Regions from separate parts of the Mus musculus genome. Here region 1 is linked to region 2. A link is a contact called in public Micro-C data. All regions are on one chromosome and are shown on one strand. Each heading gives the region's core, a stretch centred on a gene start, on an enhancer-like site or on the middle of the called end of the contact. The rest is flanking DNA. Distances are from core to core; before and after follow the strand shown.

What was found. A called contact is a pair of places that touch in the nucleus more often than the background predicts.
Region 1: a contact with region 2 is called in a Micro-C map of embryonic stem cells, with 2.4 times the contacts expected there. The contact joins the promoter of 2310069G16Rik here to the enhancer-like site in region 2. A contact is called at or near these places in 7 of 39 promoter capture datasets (the 3T3-L1 cell line, cranial neural crest, hippocampal neurons and 3 more), 2 of 484 Hi-C or Micro-C datasets (cochlea and embryonic stem cells), 1 of 115 datasets of contacts at active chromatin or transcription factors (astrocytes) and 1 of 9 other capture datasets (pancreatic islet).

The regions. Positions count from the first base shown.
Region 1 is chr15:44,785,897-44,790,362 of GRCm38.p6, forward strand. 2310069G16Rik (RIKEN cDNA 2310069G16 gene) reads left to right here and starts at 1,867. Exons shown (of 3, transcript NR_040309.1): 1 at 1,867-1,994; 2 at 2,589-2,727. It also overlaps a transcript of Sybu not described here.
Region 2 is chr15:44,629,184-44,633,602 of GRCm38.p6, forward strand. Ebag9 (estrogen receptor-binding fragment-associated gene 9) reads left to right here. Exons shown (of 7, transcript NM_001357691.1): 5 at 922-1,029. Among named protein-coding and RNA genes, the nearest start is that of Ebag9, 12 kb to the left of the region's middle. Within about 2 kb of position 2,993, at least 8 of the 459 cell types and tissues checked have an H3K27ac peak or open chromatin away from gene starts, as enhancers often do. A contact at or near this core is called in embryonic stem cells, where this site is marked.

The DNA of each region.
Region 1 (4,466 bases), core at 617-3,116, 160 kb after region 2:
GCTATATGTCTAGAGATCTGACATTTTGTCGTTTTGTTTGTGAAACCATCACAATCAAGATGCACAAGCACGCCATCATCTCGGAGTTTACCTTCACACCTTACCACGTTTCTCTAACATTGTGGCTAAGCTCAGCAAATCACTTCTACTTTGTAAATCACTAACTTATACAAATATACAGAAACTTCCATGTCTGGATTTTAGAGTATGCTGGTTTCAAATTTGCCACGGGCTAATTATTCACACCCCTGTTGACTTTTTTGGCCAGTCTCAGTTGCTCATCTATAAAATGAAAGTCTGGAGATTGTGATATGTATCTGTGGGTAAAGTTGCTTGCCTCCAAATTCACTAACCAGAGCTTCACCCCCAAACCCGAGGTAGTAGGAGAGGATCAACTTCTAAAAGTTGTCTTAGGAACTCTACACAGGCTCCAGGAGACAAATGGACTCAAGGACATATGCATGTGCACACAATAAATAAATAAACAAATGAACAAACAAACAAATAAATAAAATGAAATTGAAATCCAATAGTTTTCAGAGTGGCACACTTAATATATCTGGTTGTTTAGTTTTATTAAGATATTGCCTTAAGGATTGTAACTATAAAGCCCACATTAAATTAATGAAATATAACTTAAAATAGATTGAACAGTGTGCTTTGCATGGATTTTCATTTAAACAGTGCAACTGAAATATGCTGCTTTCAAAGTAACAAATGTACTATTCCCTCAATGCTACATGGAGAAATTTTGGCACAGAAGGCCTGCTTGGTTTCTTTTGCTCCAAGGGTTTCCTTTGGGGATAGAAAAGACACCATCTCCCAGATGCACCTCATGAAACACCGAGCTGGCATTGCTACAGCAGAGACTAAAATGCAGATTCTGAACTGCGATGGGTTCAAGTTTGGCTCTTTTCTAGAAAAAGACATTCAGGAGTTGAATTGCCATGCTCTGTGATCATGAAGCAAGACACCTAGAAAGGACCCTGAGAATCAGCAGTAAAGTCTCTCACTTGGTTCCACTGCACTGGAGAAGATAAAAACACCAGGAAAAAAAAAAGTGTTCCCCCAAGTGCCTTCTTCATTTGAAGGCGTAGGTGTCTCCCCTCACACCAATTTAAGTTTCCATATTCCTTCGTTTGGTTGGTTCTACAGCTCACTCCCTAGAGTAAGCTGTTAACACCACCCATTATGAGATGTTCAACCTCTTCAATAACATAGCAATGAAATCCAGATTAATCTTTTCACCTCGGATAATCTTTATGAAAAATCGCCTAGGAAACACAAACATGAAGACTGCAGACTTGAGAACCATCTATCCCCCAGAGGCCTTTTGGAGACATCTTCGCTTTCTAAAGGCGTCATTTCCAAGCCTGGCTTCTGAGCAACACTAAGCAAGGGACATGCAACACTGATTGCCAACATGCTGGTCTAGCCAACCTGATTGTTGCAGATTCCAATTATATCCTTTCAATAACCAATCAGACAGGGACACTTTCGCCTTGGTGTCCCTCTGTGAAGAGCACCTCTGTGCCCAATTTCCCATGAGCTCCTTGAGTTTGTCCAGAGCCCCCTGGGTGCCTTCTTCAATGGAAGGGGAAGTTCTGGAGTCAGCAGTCCACTCTGACTTCACTGAACCCAAGGCATTGGTTGCGGTGCCCGCAAACATTGACACCAAAGCGTGCATCTTACCGTTTCCTTTGCAGACCGTGTCCATTGCGCTGTCCAGACAGTGTCCCCAAATGCCCTAGAGGCTTGTGCTGGACTGGGCCGCCGGCCGGCGACACAGCGCGTGGCAAGCGGTTTGCGCTGGGGCTGGAGGAACCAGCCCCGGCCCGCTCCGCCCGCGCCGCCAGCCCGGTTAGCACACGTGGTGCGGCAGCTGCCAGCGCGCTCCGGTCCCCTCGGCCTCTTGACTTCTGGAGCCAGCACGGCGGCACCTGGGGCTTCGGAACACGTGGGGACAGTCGCCGGAGGCCGGAGACTCTGTACGGGTAGGTGGGGGCGCATAGACGCTAGCGACCAGAGGACCGATTACCCCTAGGGTTCCTGCTCTGGGGCTCACAAACCCAAGGTCAGGCCGCTGTCACCAGGGCCTGTGTGGCTCACAAGCTCCGGCTTCAGATTCAGCTCCCGGCAGGGTGTCGCACTGCAGTGCCTCCGTTTCCCGCCAGTTGGGGGAGCCCCATCTAGGGCGGGAGATGGGTTGTCTGTATTGCAGGGCTACTCGGAAGCCCTGGGGGCGGCTGTGGGCCTGAGGCAGGAGTATTCTGATCTCTGAGCAGGAGATCTAAAAGCCAGGAAACCGTAGCACGAACCTAAGGGGGCCTTTGAAACATCTTGCCTTTGGAAAAATTCCGTCATCAAAGGCTGCTTGGGTTCACAAAAGGAGACAACATTCCCAACTAGGGAAAAGCATTTATGCATCTGTAAGCCCTTTTTCCAAGTTCACCAATTACCTTTCCCCCGTCCTCCAAACAAGGTACTATCTAACTGTTCTGATTTCTGATCTGGAGACATACATGGCCATTTACTTTCTAGCTATTAGAAGATAATAGGATTGATAACAATAACAATTTCTTGAACAGCTTGTGAAATGGAGAGAGTATTTGTGCTGATTTTAGAAGAAGCTGAAAAGCCTCAGGAGGCTGGAGAGAAATCGTGTTTTAATTTGATAGCACAACTACAAAACTAAGCATCAACTTCTCTACCTGCTCTTCTGGAAAGGTAAGATTCTGAAGAAACCAGTAGAAGGATGTTTGCTTTCATCAAAAATGCAGTTCCAGGTAGTCCATCAGAAAGTCCAAGTCCTCTAGAACTATTCAGAATGAGTGTGATTGCTCCTCCTCCCATAAGCTAAGGGGTGCAAGGGCATAGTTGGCTAAACACTTGCAAGTGAATTTCTTTCTGATTTTACATGTACTCTGTATTTGTGTCCCTGAAGGACATATTCTGCAAGAAAGGCTGCTCTTTTTCTATCTCATCTCCCCAACTCTCTGGATAACACCGTTTTCCCTATTGTTTTGCTCACAGATAGTTTTAAGTAACCCCCTCCCACTTCCTTGCCCTGTCCTGCCTCCATCTCTCTTTCCCTTTACATCTTGACATTAATAGATGCACTTTGCCACTCCCCCACCCCTGTCCAGGTACCGACCTTTGAATTTAACCTTCAAATTTTAATAGATAGGTGCAAATTCCCAGTGTGGCTTTTGGTTAAAATTGCTGGTTTTCCTGTATATTCTTCATTAGCTTGGTTTAGGTTCTCTTTGTACTGTGCCCTTGGGATTTGGTTTCCTCTTTCTACATCCCAGGCTTCCAGAGTGTCTGTGTTAGATATTGTGTCCCTTGAACTACATGTGAGTCCTTCAAAGATCACTGTGGAGCTAGAAGAAAAGTACAATAGAAATTCAGATGATTAGTTTCAAATGAACCAGTTTGTCCCTTACAACATAGATTCTACCTGTTTGGAAGGAAACATCACTATATTCTTATATAGAAGACTGAAACAGGTACACTGGGCATTAAAAACACTGAGTGTGGTACATTGGGTGTAAGAGTTTGAATGCAAGTGGCAGGGGCAAGGAGTGGGAAGGTGTGCATGTGCTCACGAGTAGCTCCAGACCAGACCATCAAGATTAAATATGGAAGGATGAGAAGGGAAATTGTGGACAGAATGCTTTTCAGCAGAGTGGGCACTGGACTGATCACACTGTAGAACCAGGATGGATTGCTTCCCAACAGGAGTTTCGTTTATCATTCCTTGGCAGCATAGTGCATAGTTATTTTTTTTCTTTCCATTTTTTATTAGGTATTTAGCTCATTTACATTTCCAATGCTATACCAAAAGTCCCCCATACCCACCCACCCCCACTCCCCTACCCGCCCACTCCCCCTTTTTGGCCCTGGCGTTCCCCTGTTCTGGGGCATATAAAGTTTGTGTGTCCAATGGGCCTCTCTTTCTAGTGATGGCCGACTAGGCCATCTTTTGATACATATGTAGCTAAAGACAAGAGCTCCCGGGTACTGGTTAGTTCATAATGTTGATCCACCTATAGGGTTGCAGATCCCTTTAGCTTCTTGGGTACTTTCTCTAGCTCCTCCATTGGGAGCCCTGTGATCCATCCATTAGCTGACTGTGGGCATCCACTTCTGTGTTTGCTAGGCCCTGGCCTAGTCTCACAAGAGACAGCTACATCTGGGTCCTTTCGATAAGATCTTGCTAGTGTATGCAATGGTGTCAGCGTTTGGATGCTGATTACGGGGTGGATCCCTGGATAAGGCAGTCTCTACATGGTCCATCCTTTCGTCTCAGCTCCAAACTTTGTCTCTGTAACTCCTTCCAAGGGTGTTTTGTTCCCACTTCTAAGGAGGGGCATAGTGTCCACACTTCAGTCTCCATTTTTCTTGAGTTTCATGTGTTTAGGAAATTGTATCTTATATCTTGGGTATCCTAGGTTTTGGGCTAA
Region 2 (4,419 bases), core at 1,743-4,242:
GTATATTACATATTGCTGTTTTTTGATACCACTTATATATAATGTTCATTCACATATACAATAATAAATGAAGAGTTAGTTCTGGTTCATGTCCTTCTAATACTGTGATGTTATTCTGTTTAACTCTCCTACTTTTGAAAATTTTACTGAGCATTACATTAGTTATTCAAACAGAGAAAACATTCTATGCATGCTTGTATATACATGTCTACATAGATACACATATTTTATATAACATGAGGTGTTATTTATTCCACATGCCTAATTATTTCCTTGACACCTTTTTCTTAGTTTCATCTACATATATACTTTCATTCTTTTAAAAACTGTGCTGTTCAAGTATATCAGTACTGAAAAGGAAGGAAACTCATAAGTTTCTCAGTTGTATATGATGTATTATGAAAATATATTTCTGGAATTTAATATATGGTGCCTTATTGCATTAATTTAGATTGATGATTTTTTTTTGCCAAATTTACAATATATCAAGTAAGTGTATTTTAATACTATTAGCCAGAAAGACTTATGCATTTATAGAGAAATCCCATAAGTTAAAGATGCTTCTATCCTAAAGATATACTTCTAATAGGACATATTATCCATGCTATATTATTTTGTTTAATAACTGAAAGTGCCTAATTATATTTTAGGAATCCTTATAAGATCGGAAGAAGAAAAAAATTTTTTTTGTATGTATCATTTTACACAGGAAAGACAGAGACAGAGAGATGATGATATTTAGAAATTAGAATTTGGAGGATGTATGTTACAATTGCATGGGAATTTTGGTGAATTCTTAACTACATTCTACATTTTAAGGCAGAAAGCACAATCTAAGCCATTACCAGATACCCCAATCAATTATTTTCATATACTTTTGTGTCAAATATCCTTATAATCCTATTGTAATTTATCTTTCAGATTGTCATTAAGAAGAGAGAACCATTGAATTTTGGTGTCCCAGATGGTAGCACGGGTTTTTCCAGTAGATTGGCAGCTACACAAGACATGCCTTTTATTCATCAATCTGTAAGTGTGTTAATGAGATCTAGAGAAAGATTTAATCTTTTTCTTTTTTTAAGAAGAAAAAAAATAAAGGAACAGATTTAAAAGTTCATGAGAAGTTGATCTATAGCTTTACCAACCTAACATCTTAAGGTTAAAAACTATGTTGGATACTTATAGTCAGGGTACCACTATACACAGACAAAGTAGAGACAAAAAGTTGATGACATTTAGAAATTAGAATTTTGAGGATTTACCCCCAAAATTATTAAGGTAAGTTTTGACTTATGAATTGTTTTCATCAAAGAGTAAGTTTACATTTAAAGTGTGATATAATTTAAGATGAGTTAGATTTAAGTGAAACTATAAAGGCAAAAGTGGTGACTAGAAAGTTAGGGTTCCCAACACCAATGGAGTATATCAGAATGAGCCAGGAAGCTTGGTCAACCAAAAATGAAAACAAAATTCCCACAATATCCAGATACCTCCACAGGCCTCTGTGTGCTTTGAGTAATTGATTACTCCAGCTAACAGTTTTAAACCCTAAATAAAATTGATTGTGATAGCAATGAACATTTACTATCTCACAGAATTTCTGTGTCTAACACTCCAAGGGTGATTGAACTTGATCATTCTATGTCAGGGTTTCTAGTGCGTTTATAGAAAACAGTTGCTACATTGAGACTAGTCAGCTGCAGATTTGATGGTTCAGTAGGACTGGTGTGCTCACCTTGAAAGGTTTACAGGAAATCTTTATTTCTTAAGTGTGTACTCATGTATCGGGTTGGTTGGATTTCCTTGTGGCAGTCCCAGGGTATGGGAAGAGGAAGGGATTGATTATAGTGCTTAGGCAGAATTAAAGGTTTACAACACAATTAGAAACAATAACACTTACATGGTGCTATGAAAATATAACATTATAGAAATTCTACTTTCATATCTTTTTTTTTTAAAATGACCTAGTACATTTTATTAGGTTCCATGGAGGGCTTGGCTGAGGGATTATTTATAGTGGCAGTTACCAATGTCTATACTACTGAAGAAAATGTCTCTCCTGTAGCTGCCAACGGCCACAGGAACTGGGTTCCTGAGTGGGAGGCTGCAGCTGTAAGGGAGGAAACAAGACCAAGAAGAAACAAGACCAAGACAGATTTCTGATCAAGGCACCATGTTTACTAAGAGTCTGTGCTTATAAAGGGGGGAGGCCCATCCCCTGCCATGCCAGGCTTCTTGATGCTTTGTTGCCAAGTTGTTAGCACTTAGTCTGCTAGAGGTGTTAACATTAGGTCGCCAATTCCACAGGTTGTCAGCTATCCCAGGAATATCTCAGGAAGACAGGTTCAGCTTCTCAGAGAGTAGCAGCATCTTGGAGAAGAGCAGAGCAGTGTAGGTGACAGAGCAATAGAACAGAAGACTCCACTCCATACCCCAGGTGGTCTCATTCACAGTGGCAGCATAGATCTGAATCAGCCTGCTCAAGGCTGGGGGAGGCTACAATTCCTCCCTAAAGTTAGCTGGACTGGGGCATAAAATTTATTTCTCCATGGTCCTGCCTGGGAATTATGGTGGCTGGCAGCCATGTCTGGCTTGGGACTTAGATTTTCTATGAACTATTCTTATCCGTCATGGAAGAATGTGTAGCTTGCTTGTGTTTATTTTGTACAAACACAGCTCTATGGTGTTACTGTGAATAAACCATGGCCTCTTGGCACATACCTCTGTCTTAGATTTTGAAATAGTCCAGAAATCTCAGTGGCCCATCTTTGACTAACCGGCCCCCATAGCACACCTTATTCCCAATCAGACCAAAGCCATAATATATACTCAATACATTTCTTCATATCTATGAATTTCTGCCACCTGTGCTTGCTGAAGGCAAGCCTGCATGCTTGTAGAAGATGTTGACTGACCTGCTTGAAACACAAAGCCAAGAGTTGAAAAGCAACATAGGATTTGTGTTTAAAGGATAAAGTCTGTCTGTGGGGAAGTCCAGGTACTCTATTCAGTTGCAAATTAGCCAGGATCAAGCTCAAACTCTGGCCTCCCAGTGTGGGGGGAGGTGGCTTTGAGAATCACAGAAAAACTGTTACTTCTCATGTAAATAGGCTATGCACCAAGTTAACTCTGCTAACTAATAAAGATTTTTAGCTGCCTTCATAATAGGAATCTAATGTTGGAATTATTACTAGACCAATCTAAGATTGAGTCAGAATAACTGGTCACATTAAAGGAAAGAGAAGAGTCATCATAACTCCTTTTGACTAATTTTTCTAAGTCAGTTTCCATAGTCTCTAATGTTCTCTGTCCCATAAGGTTAAAAAGCTTGAAGCAAGGCAGCTTAGCTTGTCTAATCTGGGACAGAGGCAAGCAAAGGTGGGTCAAGAACATATACCCAATATAGTTTTCTTGTCACAGTAGTCAGGGCACTCATCAAACTCACAGGTCAGCCTGTCACTCGAATCATTCTGGCAGCTGTAATGTTCTTGCAGCATTCTATGGAGAAAACACAAGCATGCCCTCTTCTCCATATTAAGTACCTGTTCAGGATCATGCCATATGCCAATAAGTGGATCCTTTTCATCTTACCTAGGCATGCATGAATATGCCTCGTTTTGAGATACTATAAGGCATTTAGTAAGTTCTTTGACATCCAAATTTTAAAAATTAAAAAATAAAAATGTGATTTAAATAATGTGCATGGGGATATAATTCCTTCCCTCCTTTGTTTTTTAAGAAGATATAGTTTTTAAAGTTTTACAATACCTTGTCTTTGAGAATTATAAAAAATCTCAGTAACATGGATAACAATAAATTGTTGACAAAACATCTCAAACAATAAATTGTTGACTGTAATAGCCAGTTCCATTATCTGTTTTAATCTGATTTGGAACACCAAGTATAAAAAAATTTAACATAGGCAATGACTAATTGCACTCTTAGTTGTTTCTCTTGTAGAGCAGTTGTAACTAGAAAGCCTGAAAAGGTATCAATAGTCACATGTGCATACTTATTTATTTATTTATTTTTAATCAGAAATAAGTATCCATTTGCAATAATTGATTAAGTATAAGTCCTCAAGAATTAACATCATTATGTGGAACAGGCAGAAACTGAGAACAATTCTTCATAATTTGACATGCACATTCTCTAAAAATACCAAAATGTTATCTTAAGCCATTACTATTTTGATGATGTAAAGAATGAGATTATATGCCTAATTATTCTTGTGTTAGGCCTGTAATCTGCCTGAGATATAAATCTAGCGTGGCATTGCCTTAAGAGGTCTTGTCCAGGCAATCTAGAACAAATTCTTAAATGTCCAAAGACAGTCTTCTTAAAAGAACTTTTTTTTTTTTGGTTTTTCTAGACAGAGTTTCTCTGTATAGTCCTGGCTGTCCTGGAACTCACTTTGTA